2 separate regions of the Anas platyrhynchos genome follow, and region 2 is linked to region 1. The links are chromatin contacts, called in public Hi-C maps. All regions are on one chromosome and are shown on one strand. The core of a region is the stretch at or near the end of the contact, and the rest is flanking DNA. Distances in the headings are between cores, read along the strand shown.

Region 1 (6,281 bases), core at 2,160-4,659:
AAAAAAAAATAAAATAAATTACACATTTAATTAAAAGCTTCTGCATAGTAATTCAATCACTTTAACTCTTTGTAATTGGTCTGATTTAGAGAGTTAAAGTTGACCTATACTAAGCTTATGTAAGGCTCCTTCCAGATATGCTGCTTTCAACTTCTCAGCCGTGAATCTTTCTTTACCTTTTCAGTCCATTGGCTCTGCCTGCTGTACTCCTGCTTCTATTCTCTCCTTGACAAAACCAGATTTTAAGGCTGTACCTCCGAGGCTGATCATTAGCAACATATCTCACTTGAGACCTGCAAGCACCATAGCTGGGATCCCTACAGCAATCTTCTTACAATGAATGGCCTCAATCATCTCCTGCTGGCTCCAAAACCACCATCCCTTGATTGAGAAGAGCACAAACTCTTAGAAAACATCCCAAAGACCCCACAATGTGTACATAATAATCTAACCAAAGATTTTGTCTAATCTTTTCTTGCAGCTATAAACAAGAATGCATGCATCCCTACTTAAATCTTGGGTACCTTTTTTAATCCTTGTTATCAGATAACCAATGTCTTTACTTACACAAAAACAGATATTTACTTCACCTCTCCCTCTGGATCCTGCAAACATTTTTTTCTCGAATGCATCTTGCAGAAACAAAGCTCTACAGGCTGATTATCTGGAAAAGTGTATTGTTTCCTCAAGTTCCAAATACGCTTTCAATAGCAGTGAATACATCAATCTGTGGTAGTCTTCTACCAGAAGGGAAAAAGAAATGCCTTATCTCCACCTTTCTGTATTACTGTTATTAATTGTGCTCTCTCATTTCCTTCCTAAATAGTCGCTTCTCCACTTTCATTTTTCCTTTGGAAACTCTGCACCTCAAGTCATGTCAGTTCTCTAAAAGACCACTGAATTCTTTTAAGATCAGCAGGGGAAAAAAAAAAAAAAAAAAAAAAAAAAAAAAAAAGATATTTGAAGGTAGAATGCACTGTTTTGTTTTGTTTTTTAAAAAGGTACATAGTTACAGAACTACTCTAAAATCTTCAATATTATTGCCTATCCTATCCCCATCAGCTGCTATATGCTATAAGCAGGAAAAGATTCACGCTTGTGAAGATAAAAAGAACAAGGCAGAAGAACTCTTCAGCTTTGTTTCTTTAATGCCTGGGTGTTATTAAAGTTATGCTCCAGGCTGTGCCCGGGCTTACAGTGCAGAGAAGGAAAGGTACTGCCCAAGGTTAGCTATAAAAGTTAAATTGTTGGCTAGACCTTTCAGGAGGAGGGTGTTGTACAGAAGGAAGAATTATTCTGTTATCTGCAGCCACCAGCAGAGCAAATACACGTGTTGGCATGACTGAGCAGAACACAGGCCACATGCCCCACAGTGCTGGGCCCTATTACACCCCTACCTGCAGAAAGTAGGCACTGTACCAAGGCACAGCCCATCCCCAGGTGCTACAGGGAGCATCCCCGAGTCCTGGGGCAGGCAGCCTTTTCCTACCAAGCAGTGGGCTTGGAGGTGTCCCGGCATTTCCCCAAAACATGCCAAGGCACAGCCAGCAGTGGGCACAGCCACCGCTTACACACTGCTTTTTCGCTAAAATCTGTTACCTGGGATGCTGCTCAGGAGACAAGCAGTCCAAAGCAAAACGCCAGTTTAGAAATGACACCACCATTTCCTAGAAAACGACGATAAAATGTGTTGTTCTCTCTCACATATATCACGGCATGGTGATAAGTAAACGGCTGATCTCGCTAATGAACCACATGTTCTGTTTAGATTTCTCTTTGACAGTGTTTACTTAAGAAAATTATATTTGCTCCCAACAAAGGCTGAATTATTTCCTGAGGTGGCTATCACAGATATTTCTTCCTCCAGCCCAGACGTAGGTAATCAAGACAGAGCACTGCTTTGTCAGGGACAGGCTGCAAAAACTCTTCCCACTCATTTATCGCCACACATTCATGTGAGAAGGGATTTCCACATTGGAACTGACATGTCAACAGAGCTTGATACAAGGTTTCAGCTCAAAACTATCCTTCAGGCTGGTGGGAAGGGGTAACCTGAGTCAGTGTAGCACTCATAGAAATCCCCATTGTGCTGGGAGTGCAATACCTCAGCAGGGGCTCCTGGGGCAGCCACCTAAGGGCGGGCACTGCAAGGCCATGCTGCTCATCCTGCTCGCCCCAAGGATGCCCACTGGCAGGTCTGTTTCTCCTTCCTACGCAGGATGAGTAATTCAACCGCTTTTGATGTGAAATGTTTATTTCTTGACATTTTCCCGGGAGATATGGAAGCAACAGTTATGAAGAATTCTCCGTACACAGAGAAGCCCGCGTTGTGCCGAGAAGAGCAGATTACGGGAACTCCAACACTTAATAAACTGTGTATCTCAAGAAAAAACCCACCACGGCCTATTATCTCAGCAGTAACTGCCAAGATACAGCAGACTGAGAGAGCTTCAGAAGACAGAGCGTCTGCCGAAGGAGCCCAAAGTCATTTTCGGTGTTGAAAAGCGAGAATGATGCCAGCTCGCTCGCCTCGCCGATGAGTCAAAACAGCCCACCGGAGAGGACCGAGCGTACGAGCAGGGCGCAAGACCTCTCCCCCCATCGCTAGGCGATGCTGTGACTTTTCCAAGCCCTGCCGACGATCCCGCTTCGCGCAGAGCTCCCCGGGGCCCGGCGCACCCCGGGGCTCCCAGACACCGGGGCTCGGGGGCAGCCCCCTCCCGGGGCACCGCCGTCCAGGGAAGGGGCCGCGGCCCCGGAGACCCGGGCTAGCTCCGGCCGCCCCCGGCGACACGGGGCGGAGCGGGGACCCTCCGGGCGGTGGCGCGGGGCCCATCCGGAGCGCGGCGCCCCCCGGGCCCCCTCCGAGCCCCCCTTCCCGGCGGCGTTGGGCCGCGGCGCAGCGCCTCCCGTGCGGATGCGGGGCCGGCCGGGGCTGTCCCCGCCGCTCCCCGTGTCGGGCCTGCAGGCCGCGGCCCCGGCGGCCGCCCCCCGTTATCCCCGGGCTGGCCCCGCGGCATCCCGCCCGCCGCCCCCATCCCGCCCGGCGCCGCCGCCGCCGCGCACTCACCCGTCCCGGGGGAGCCGGTTCCTCGGCGCGGGGCGACAGCGAGGACCAGAGCAGCAGCAGCCCCAAGAAGCTGCCCGCCAGCAGCACGGCGCGCAGCAGGAAGCCCAGCTTCAGCCGCATCCTCCCGCCCGCCCGCCCTCTGCCTCCCGCCGCCGCGCTCCGCCGGCCTTCCGCCCCCCGCCCGGCTCGGCACGGCTCGGCTCGGCACGGCCCCGCCGCCTCCCCGCTCCTCGCCCGCCGCTGCACGTACAAACTTTTTTTTCCTCCCCCCTTCTTTTTCTTTTTTTTTTTTTCTTTTTTTTTTTTTTTTTAAATCTTTTTTTTCCCTCCTCCTCGCTTTCCTTTTCCCCTCCTCCCCGTTAGCTGCCTGCCTCCCTCCTTCCCTCCCTCCTCGCCGGGGCGAGGCGAGCAGGAAGGGGCGGCGGCGGCAGCGGGCGCCGCGGTTCCACGTGGCCGCCCCGCACCGAGCCCCGCACCGGCACCGAGCCCCCAGCCTGGGGGGAGGCCCCCGCTGCACCTGCCGCAGCCCCGGGCTCCACCGCGCCCCCGCTTCCCCCCCGCAAAACGAAAGGGGAAGGGACCCCAGAGCTCTCCGACCGCTGTATGTGTATACGGGGGGGTTATTTTTCGATTTATCCCCCCCCGCTTCTCTTTTTTCGTGGTATGCAATGGGGCACTGGCTGGTGAATATCCAAGCACAGTGTGAGCACAGTGATGGACGTACAGCTGGGCAAGCACAGGCCCCATTAATTACTGCAGGCAGCCGGGGCAGAACGGCGCTGGTGCACGTTCAGGACAAGCCTGTAAAGTCAACACATTTTTCTTCGGGGTAGCAGATTGTGGAAGAGATTGCAGAGATCTTATCAGCCCCTAGCTTTGCATGTATTTCATTACTAATTTTCAGCATTAAAAGTTAGGCATCCTGTTTCCGCCTTTGAAGGGCTGTCACACACCTGCACGCACACAAAAACCTGATTATTTGAGTCCTCCACAAAGCACAGTGATGTAAGGACAATACTCCCCATGTAACACTTTTGCCTTTTCTACACGCTCAGTAATATCCGCTTATTTTGACATATTTCATCCTTTTTTTTTCCCTGTGTGCACTGTGAGGATATCAGATCCAGCAATCCTGAACATTAACTTTCAATGATAAGCGCTGTAGAAAGAAAACAGGATATTACACCTTGAACAGGATCACTTTGGAGGAAAAAAAAAGAAACAGAGTGACCTTTGTAGCTGACACACCTAGACACAGAAGTCTTTGTTTATTCGTATAACCCATGCAAGTGCTGTATAGCACCCCATGATCCTTCCCCACACTAAAGGGTACAAGGCACGGGAAAGCAGCACTTACAGCATGGGCAACAGCTCTAACCCTTACAGGTGTTTGCATGGCCCTCTGACTTCCAGAGGGCTGGAGGAGAGGTCCCCAGGGGTGTTTTCCCGAGCTCCCTCCCCATTTGCAATGGCAGTGATCACACTGACATCTCCACATGAAGGCTCCAGTGCCTGTTTTTAGGATGACAACAGCACCTGCACGAGGCTGGGGGGGGTGGAAGCCCCCAACTTCAGGAGACCTTAACTGCAGCAAGAGGTGGCATTGCCTGCCTCCCTTGGCTTAGCCTCCATTTTGGGGATCCCTTTCTGTTCTGCTGTGCTGGTGCACACACAAGAAGAAGAAACAAATCGCTCTAAGTGCTGCACAGAGGGTGGCATAGAGCTGGCTGCGGCCCTGGGAAGCCGCTCTGCTGCTGCTTGTCAAAGCTGAGTGACAGGGACAGGGCTGCCTGCATGCCGGTCAATACTACACGATTTCACATTTGTAAGGTTGCCCACCTATTATATATATATATATTTTTTTTTTTTAATGGAGGCTTACATCCTGCCGATACCCATGAATGAAGGGCACATCCGAGACCACGCAGAGCTCCCCGCTGGAGGGTGACCCCGCGTGCGGCAGAGCCTGGCACCCGGCCATAAATCAATTCCCCTTCAGCTGCCCTAGGGCAGCGGCTTCCTCAGCCGGCAGCTCTTCCCCACGGAGGAGGAGCAGCCGATGCCCGCTGGGAGGCAGTGCGGGCCCGGGGACGGGACCCTGGTGCCAGCCCCTGGGCCGGCTCGGCCCCGGCAGGGCTCCCCGAGGGGGCTCCCCCTTCCCTTTGCTGTCCCCTTGCTCCAGGAGCGCCGGTAGCCCAGCCCGACTCCAGACGTCCCAGGCTAATGCTGACCTTGTCAGTTATCTTCTGGCACCACCCCACCGAAGGCATTTGTCTTCATTAGGGACGAGTTGAAGTCTCAGGTTCTGCACTCTTCATTCCTCCCGTGGAGTAAAGTCCCCCAAAATATATGCAGAACATATTTTTGCTCTTGCCAAACTCATACGGCTGAGATAGAGAATTCAAATTAAAGTTGCCTTTGGATTGTCTCCAGTAACATTCAGAAACACTTTAAAAAGTCTTTTATGACCTGGAAGGAGAGAGAGGAAAAGAGAGAGAAAGAAGGTTAAACATGAAACTTCGCCTCTCTTATTTGCAAAGGACTGTACACACCACAGTGCTTTAAGCATCTAGCTTAAACTAAAACAAGAAACAATCCTGACTGTTATTAGGGGCTTAATCAACTTCTGTCAGCCTGATACTCTGTCATTCAAATGTTTCCAGCAGACAGGCACTGTCATAATGTTTGGATCTATATGTGGACGTGTCTACTGTTTGCTGAGCCAAAATCATATGTTCATTTCTGCACATGCCTCCAAATAAATACCCGGCAGTATTTAAGTCGGTGCACACCCTTGCTGCTCCCAAACCAGGACCTTCGATGACCTGGGGGTGAAGGATCTGATTACCAATCCCCTAAGCCATTCAGCTGCCTTATTGCTGGGGATTTGGGGGATGGTGTCTGCAGCAGGGTCACGGGCAAATGTCAAAACCTCACGCAGTCGCCTGCGCTGGGGAAGTGTCAGTATTTGGATATGCCTGTTAAGCGTTGTCCTGAATATTCAGCCACAATAAAGGCCTCTCTTGAACATTAATGCAGACTTTCAAAGGAAATGCCTATAAACTTTAGTACCTATCAAAATGAAAATCATCTAGTGCAAAGCTCCAAAATACAACAAGCTGCTGTAAAGGCTTCAACACCCCCCCATTTTGCTCATCTGCAGATTTTCTTCAAACACAGTCCTCCTTTGTCAAGCCTGCAGCTCCGAGAC
Region 2 (6,281 bases), core at 2,447-4,946, 42 kb after region 1:
CTGAGATGATTTTCCTTTAAAGGAAAAACCAGCAAAAGCAATCTCCTCTCTTTTGCTTTATTTTTCTACAGCCAAGTAATAAACCTGGAGCTCAAAGTGATGAATAAAAAATACCTAGAGAAATGGTGTGGAACAGTGATTTTGCAATATTCTCATTCTCATGACTATTTTGCAAGAGAGAGGTCTTTTCGCAGTGCCTTTCTCATCTTTCCCAGTGGCTGGCTCCCCAAATTTTTCGTTCAGTGCATGATCGGTGAGCTGAGAGGCCATTCCTGTTGCTCTTTGGACCTTGGCTAGAAGACTACTGCCACACTGAATGGATCAGAACACCTGAAACAGCTAAAGCTAGCTTTTACATCAGATCAGCCTGATGCAGGGTATCCTTTTGCCCTTCTCACTCCTGTGTAGTTTCTAAAGACTGCCGGGGCTGCGTTCTGTTTGAAAGCCAAGAATCCTGACTTGGTAACACTTAGGGTTTTTTTATTCCCTTCCACTGAAAAACTGGATCTGTGTAATACTAGATCTTACTGATTAGACTAACACAGATTCCTTCCCCTCCTTCTTAGCTTGATGTTTTGTAGCACAGTTGCATTTACAAATTAAAAAGTACATCTTCTCCACAGTGATACTACTATAAAACAAACCTTGTTAAGAGGCAGAAACTCAGTTTTAGGACTAAGAAAGAAGAAAAAAAAATGACTGGAAAAAAAGGTTATACTTCTCTCTACACACAATATTAAAATTTATAGAAAATATTAAAACTTACAGATAAAATTTGAAGGCCTGTGTCCTTCCAATCTTACCATTCTATGATATCCTCCATTACACATCGAATCCTGTGTACTTCAATGCTAAATCTGGCCAATATAAAAATGATCTTTCCTCTGCATTATGTGTAACAATGCTATATGTTATTAGCTGTGGTCCTGAGCACATAACACTCTGCTCTGCCACCATCCATCACTTTGGATGTTGTTCCTTTGGCCCAAGCTGTTAGGAGCCAGCTGAGCCTGACTTCATGAGAAACGGATGAACCCTATGTACTCCTTCATTCACTCCCATCCGTTTCCATATTTGAAACAAGACTGCAAAGAGATTTCCAAACACATTAGAAACAGATAGCAGTCTGTCTTTTCACTCATAGTTTCCAGGGCTGCTGCTCCCTGTCAAGTTCAAGAAACTCTCTCTGCTTTTGGCTCCTTTCCCCCTCCTCCTCCACCTCCTATCCTACCACAGACCCTGTAAAACAAGGCCCCATCCTCTGTGTTTGCAAACAAGTATTTTCTCAGCCTGTGTGCTTTAGCTTTTGATGAGGCCTAGCCCAGTCACAGGACAGCTTGGAAAAATACTGCTTTCCATCTCTCTAGTTTTTTAAGAAGAGCTTAATTTGTAATTGGCACTGGGCCTGAAAAATGATTGCCTGACACAGCCACTGTTTTGGGACTGTCTACAGGACAAAGGCCCTTTTGAAACCATTAATGCTCTCCAACTTGACAACATTCGTTGGTTGCTTGCTGCCTGGCCAGGCTCTGTCAGCAAGTGTTGTGCTCAGGCCATAGCACAAGATTTAAGCAGACAACACGCACCCCGCACAAGGACAAAATGTCATATTTGTGAACTAGACTTTGACTTGAGTTTTTATCTCTTAGAAGACAGAGCTGGGTGGATTGCACAGCTACTGGCTGGGTTGGGCTGGAGATGATGCTTGTCCACTCACTCCCTGGCGAGCCTGGAGGACAAAGAGAATTCCTGCCACTACATCCTTTGCTGCTCTTTGGTTGGGCCCATTTTCCCTCAAACCAGGTAGCAGTTCTGAGAAGAGAGAGTTGGAAGATTGCCAAGATGTGCCACCCTCCCGCCCCTTTCCTTCCCCTCTGTATTTTAATTCTGAGGAAGTTTCTAGAAACCTCAGTAACAATCACCTTCACTTCTGATTCTTCTCCTATTCACCAGAAAAGGTGCAAGACATCCACAAAGCTTTTGCCTGCTGTTTGCTTTTATAGCTCTGGGGTGGAAGGTCTCCTAAGGGGCTGCTAAGGGGCTGAATCAAGGAGAACATGGGGTCGTGACTCTATCTAGTGATACCATCAGCACTAACATCCACTACACCAGCCATATCATGTATTTTTCAAAGAACTCCCTGTAAATTTACACCACGAGTTACAAGACCAGCTCAGTGTCAGTCAACTCTACTTGAAACATGACAGTAAAATGCTTGATAATTTTATTAATACTGCTAGCGTCTACTGGCATACATAGAAATCTTGTAAGCAACAAATTCAAGAAGGTACTAGCAATAAGGAGGAGCTATCTGAGGGCTGGTGAGCTCTTTTGCATTTCTTCCCAAACACTCTTTAACAAAGCTGATCTTCACAGCTTACTGTGGGTGCAAGTAGATCACCTTCTTTCTCCTTGGGAGCTGCTTCATTAGACTGTGATCATAACATCTACTGCAGGTAACATTTCTGACTGTGTAGTCTTTGGGACTGAATAAGGACAGCTAGTCAAGAAATTTTCATCAAAATACACCAATCTAAAATATACCTTTGTGGGATTTTTTTCTCCCTACCACCTGTCACTAACACAAAGGCAGATTTTGCTTGCCAGGGTGGAAATTGAGATTTTGCCCTCTGGGTTCCTGAGGAGCTACAAGACACAAAGGCATCAGCTACGGCTAGAGCAGTGGAAAATTGGCTGCTAACATCAGTGCATACTGTCTCTCCACTGAGGAAAACTTCTGGAAAAGGAGGGAAAAGGATGCTATCTTGTTTCTGAAAAAAAATCAAGCTCTGCATCACCAGAACATTTTTACCTTCCCAAATTAAGTATTTTCAGAATTTCTTTTCTACAAGAAAACCAAAAATTCTCCTCTGGATAATCTGCATGTACTGTCATTTTCTGTAGGATAAAAATTCTGAGTTTCAGCCAAGTCTACTATCTAGTCTGCTTCATCTTAAAGTTTATGAGATTCTGTAATTCTTTCCTCTCTTTCTTAACTGGTATCTTGAAAACCTGTACCTTGCACAGACTCACCCTTGAAATCTACCAGATACGTGAACGTGTCTTGTATCAGGAGTCTGAATATTTGAGTACAACCAGTTTCATTTTGTTTCTATACTAATCAAGAAACCAATAGGATATTAAAAGTAATAAGATTATGCAAATAAAGTTACTTAGTAATACAGTAATGGATATTATGCCAATCATCTTTATTCTAAAAGTTCTATTTTCTAGTTTTAGAAAATAGAGGAGAAAGTGAAGTGAACTTTTTCTAGGAGAAAGTGAAATTGTATTTATGTTACCCTAATTTTCTTCTAGGGATTCTTCAACATTTCTCATGATTTCTGGAATTACATTGACAGGTAGATAAACTAATGGCACCTACGCTCCTGTCAGTTGGAACAACAGCTTTTGAATGTGGTCCTGTCTCCTGGGACAAAAACAACAACAACAAAAAAACACAAACAACACACCACAAACAAATCCAAACAATCCCCATTTTAGCAAAGGAAAACAGACTATTTTGAGTGTTAAATATTATTATTATTATTTGATGGGGCAGGTGTGTGGGGAACTTAAAGCCATTAATTTTCACCCTTCTCTGTCAGAGCTGAAAAGCTCCATCTTTTCTGGTTGTCATCACCGAGAAGCACCCAACGCTGCTAATTCATTAACCTTCCTTGGGGCCCGTTTGCGTTCAGCTTGTGCGGAGCTGCCCTCTGCTGCTTGTTTTCTGAATTACACACTTTAAACAGTAGCTCTTGGAAAAGGAGAAATGTGTAAGAAAAACGAACAAAATCAGCTGTGTGATCCTGCTCCTGCCCCTCTTAAGCAACCCAGAAAAGTCACTGAACTGTTCAGAAAATTGAATTAAATTGCTTGGCTTGGGTTTTGGCAGTCCTTGTCCAATGCAACTGTACCATGCTGTTCAGAAAAATGTTCCCTTGCAGTGTTTTGAACGCTATTCTGTGGCGAGGAGGTACGTGCTGTTCTACTCCAGCCTCGCAGAAATAATTCATGATTCCCTCGAGGCACACGTCAAGCAGTTTGGGAGGTTTCATAGTTTTGGCTCAGCACTTTGAGGTTGGTTGAACTTGTTCTGTGTTAACTTAACCCTATTTATCTTAATGAAGTTACTTTTTGTTATTAGTGTAGAATGGGGACTATTGCATTGAATTTGTTTCCAAGCATCATGATGTGCTGGAATGCAGTGAAACACAGAGTCCTTCCTGATGGTATTCTCCCTTTGTGTCCTCACCAGAACCAGAACTCACCTTCAAATGATATTTCAAGACTCCCTTTTTTCTGCTTCCCTGGTATTTTTTTGTTGTTGTTGTTTCTTTTTAGCCACTTTTCATCCAGTTTTCTTCCCTCTTTTCCCTCATATCTGGCAGTGGGCCCCCTCTATTCTTGGTGAGAGTTTGGACCTCTTTATGTTTGCAGATTTTAAAACTAGAGGTCAAAATGATGGTCTGGTCTGGACCATAAAAATTCCTTTAAATAGTTGTTTGAATTACTGGATGTCTTTCATAAATATATATATATATATATATATATCTACTTCAGCACCCTTTTGCTGTGCTTTACCTTTGCTAGCTATATGAAGAAGCCTTCTTTCGGCAATCTCATTTCCCTTGTGTTGGCACTTATCTAAATTGTGATCATTCTTTAGCTTCTTAACTTCATTCACTAACACACCTCCCCCTGCATTTCTCAGTATCCTCAGAGAATGATTTTTTGACCTTAGCACTTCAAATATCCCTCAGAACTCCTCTCTCTTGAGCTTTTAATATCTTTAGAAGTGCCATGTATGACTGCCAAGTCAATTTTTCTCTTCAGCATTGGTGATTTTTTCTAATCCGTGACTTTGCTGTGTGGAAGACATGTTCACTAGAATTGCTAATAAATGGTCAGGTTGTATTTTTTGTCCAGATTCTCTTTGCTCATGTTGGCCAGAGCTAGTGAGTCATGATTTCTTTCCTATGGCACTCACAATCATGGTGAGTACAAATGAGAGATCTTTTCCTCCATACTCCTGGGAGGTAATATTTTTCTTCCTAACTTACCCAGATAAAAGGATGTTTGAGTCTTTATAATCCCTTATCCATGTGAAACCCTTTCTGGCTTTCACCCCATTTATCTCGCTTATACTTCTTATTCACTTAACATACGACCACTTACTGTTTATTGAGATGAAAGTATAAAAGGAGACAACCAGTAGATCTTTACATGCCCAGGTAGTATATTTAAAATATTTTAAGGTAAGTGAACTGAAATCAAAGTGTTTTCATGACACAATGAGGTAGAATGGGGCACCCCAAAGCTCTTTGGATATTACAATTCCTGTTGGAAATTCAGAAGAATATATAGCACAGACGACAAAATTCTGAGGTTAGGTTAAAGCATACTTTTTAAAAAACTACTAAGGTCAGCAATCAGTCAAAAATAATTTCTACGCCTTGTTTTGTCTTAATAAAAAGAGGAAACCTTCAGAAATTGGAAAAAAGATGTAACAATTTGACAGTGCTTTTGTCTTTTAGCTGTTAAAATACCTGTTCATGTGACCATGTCCGTTCTGAGCCATCCTTCACACAAATGTCTAGCCTCAGCTCAGTCCCCGTGGCTCCATGTTTACTGTCCACACAGAGATTGGCTGCCACGTTTCGAATCTGCAAAACCAAGCAGTGACATCTTACATTAAACCAGGTTGCAGAACAGAGCTTCCAACATTAAGGAGCTAGGAATTTAGCTACCTTAGAAGCTGAGGGACTTGAGACTCAGTTATATATATGTGGTGGGTCTTACTTTTTACAGGATAGAGCACCAGCTCCTGGAATGACCTATTCTTTATTTGAACAGCTTTGGAAGCAGCAAAGTTTGAAATACGCTGCTTAACAAACGAAAGGTAGATCTGTATGAAATAGTCTCATGCAAAGAAAATAAGAGAGAGAAGTGTGGAAAGTTCAAAGTTGAGTCCATTTTCTTTTTTTTTTTTTTTTCTTTTTTTCTTTTTCCCTCTTACTGGAGCAAGTGAGATCAACTGCATTAAGAGGAAATGATTTCTGAATGACTCTCTCACAGACTTCGGAGCAATATTTCTTGAAGACTCAGGCACACCCTTTCCCAATGCGTATTCTTATTTTTACACAATAATACCATTGTAGATAAGGTTTGAACTAGTGTTCAAAGTGCATAAAATTAGAAAGTACTTAACTTACTATGCTTACCCAGAGGTTCTTTGTGCTGTCTTGCCTGTATGCTTCTGCAAACAATCTGTAGTG

Evidence for each region. A called contact is a pair of places that touch in the nucleus more often than the background predicts.
Region 2: a Hi-C map of subcutaneous adipose tissue shows a contact between it and region 1, with 2.7 times the contacts expected there. The contact joins the enhancer-like site here to the promoter of GALNT7 in region 1. A contact is called at or near these places in 2 of 8 Hi-C or Micro-C datasets (skeletal muscle and subcutaneous adipose tissue).

What each region holds. Positions count from the first base shown.
Region 1 is chr4:28,212,677-28,218,957 of IASCAAS_PekinDuck_T2T, forward strand. It overlaps GALNT7 (polypeptide N-acetylgalactosaminyltransferase 7), which reads right to left and starts at 3,410. Exons shown (of 12, transcript XM_038178954.2): 1 at 3,071-3,410. The coding sequence starts at 3,190. It overlaps GALNTL6 (polypeptide N-acetylgalactosaminyltransferase like 6), which reads right to left. Exons shown (of 15, transcript XR_011809020.1): 15 at 3,908-5,539.
Region 2 is chr4:28,254,210-28,260,490 of IASCAAS_PekinDuck_T2T, forward strand. GALNTL6 (polypeptide N-acetylgalactosaminyltransferase like 6) reads right to left here. Exons shown (of 15, transcript XR_011809020.1): 10 at 5,553-5,669. Among named protein-coding and RNA genes, the nearest start is that of GALNT7, 41 kb to the left of the region's middle. Within about 2 kb of position 3,697, at least 1 of the 8 cell types and tissues checked has an H3K27ac peak or open chromatin away from gene starts, as enhancers often do. A contact at or near this core is called in subcutaneous adipose tissue, where this site is marked.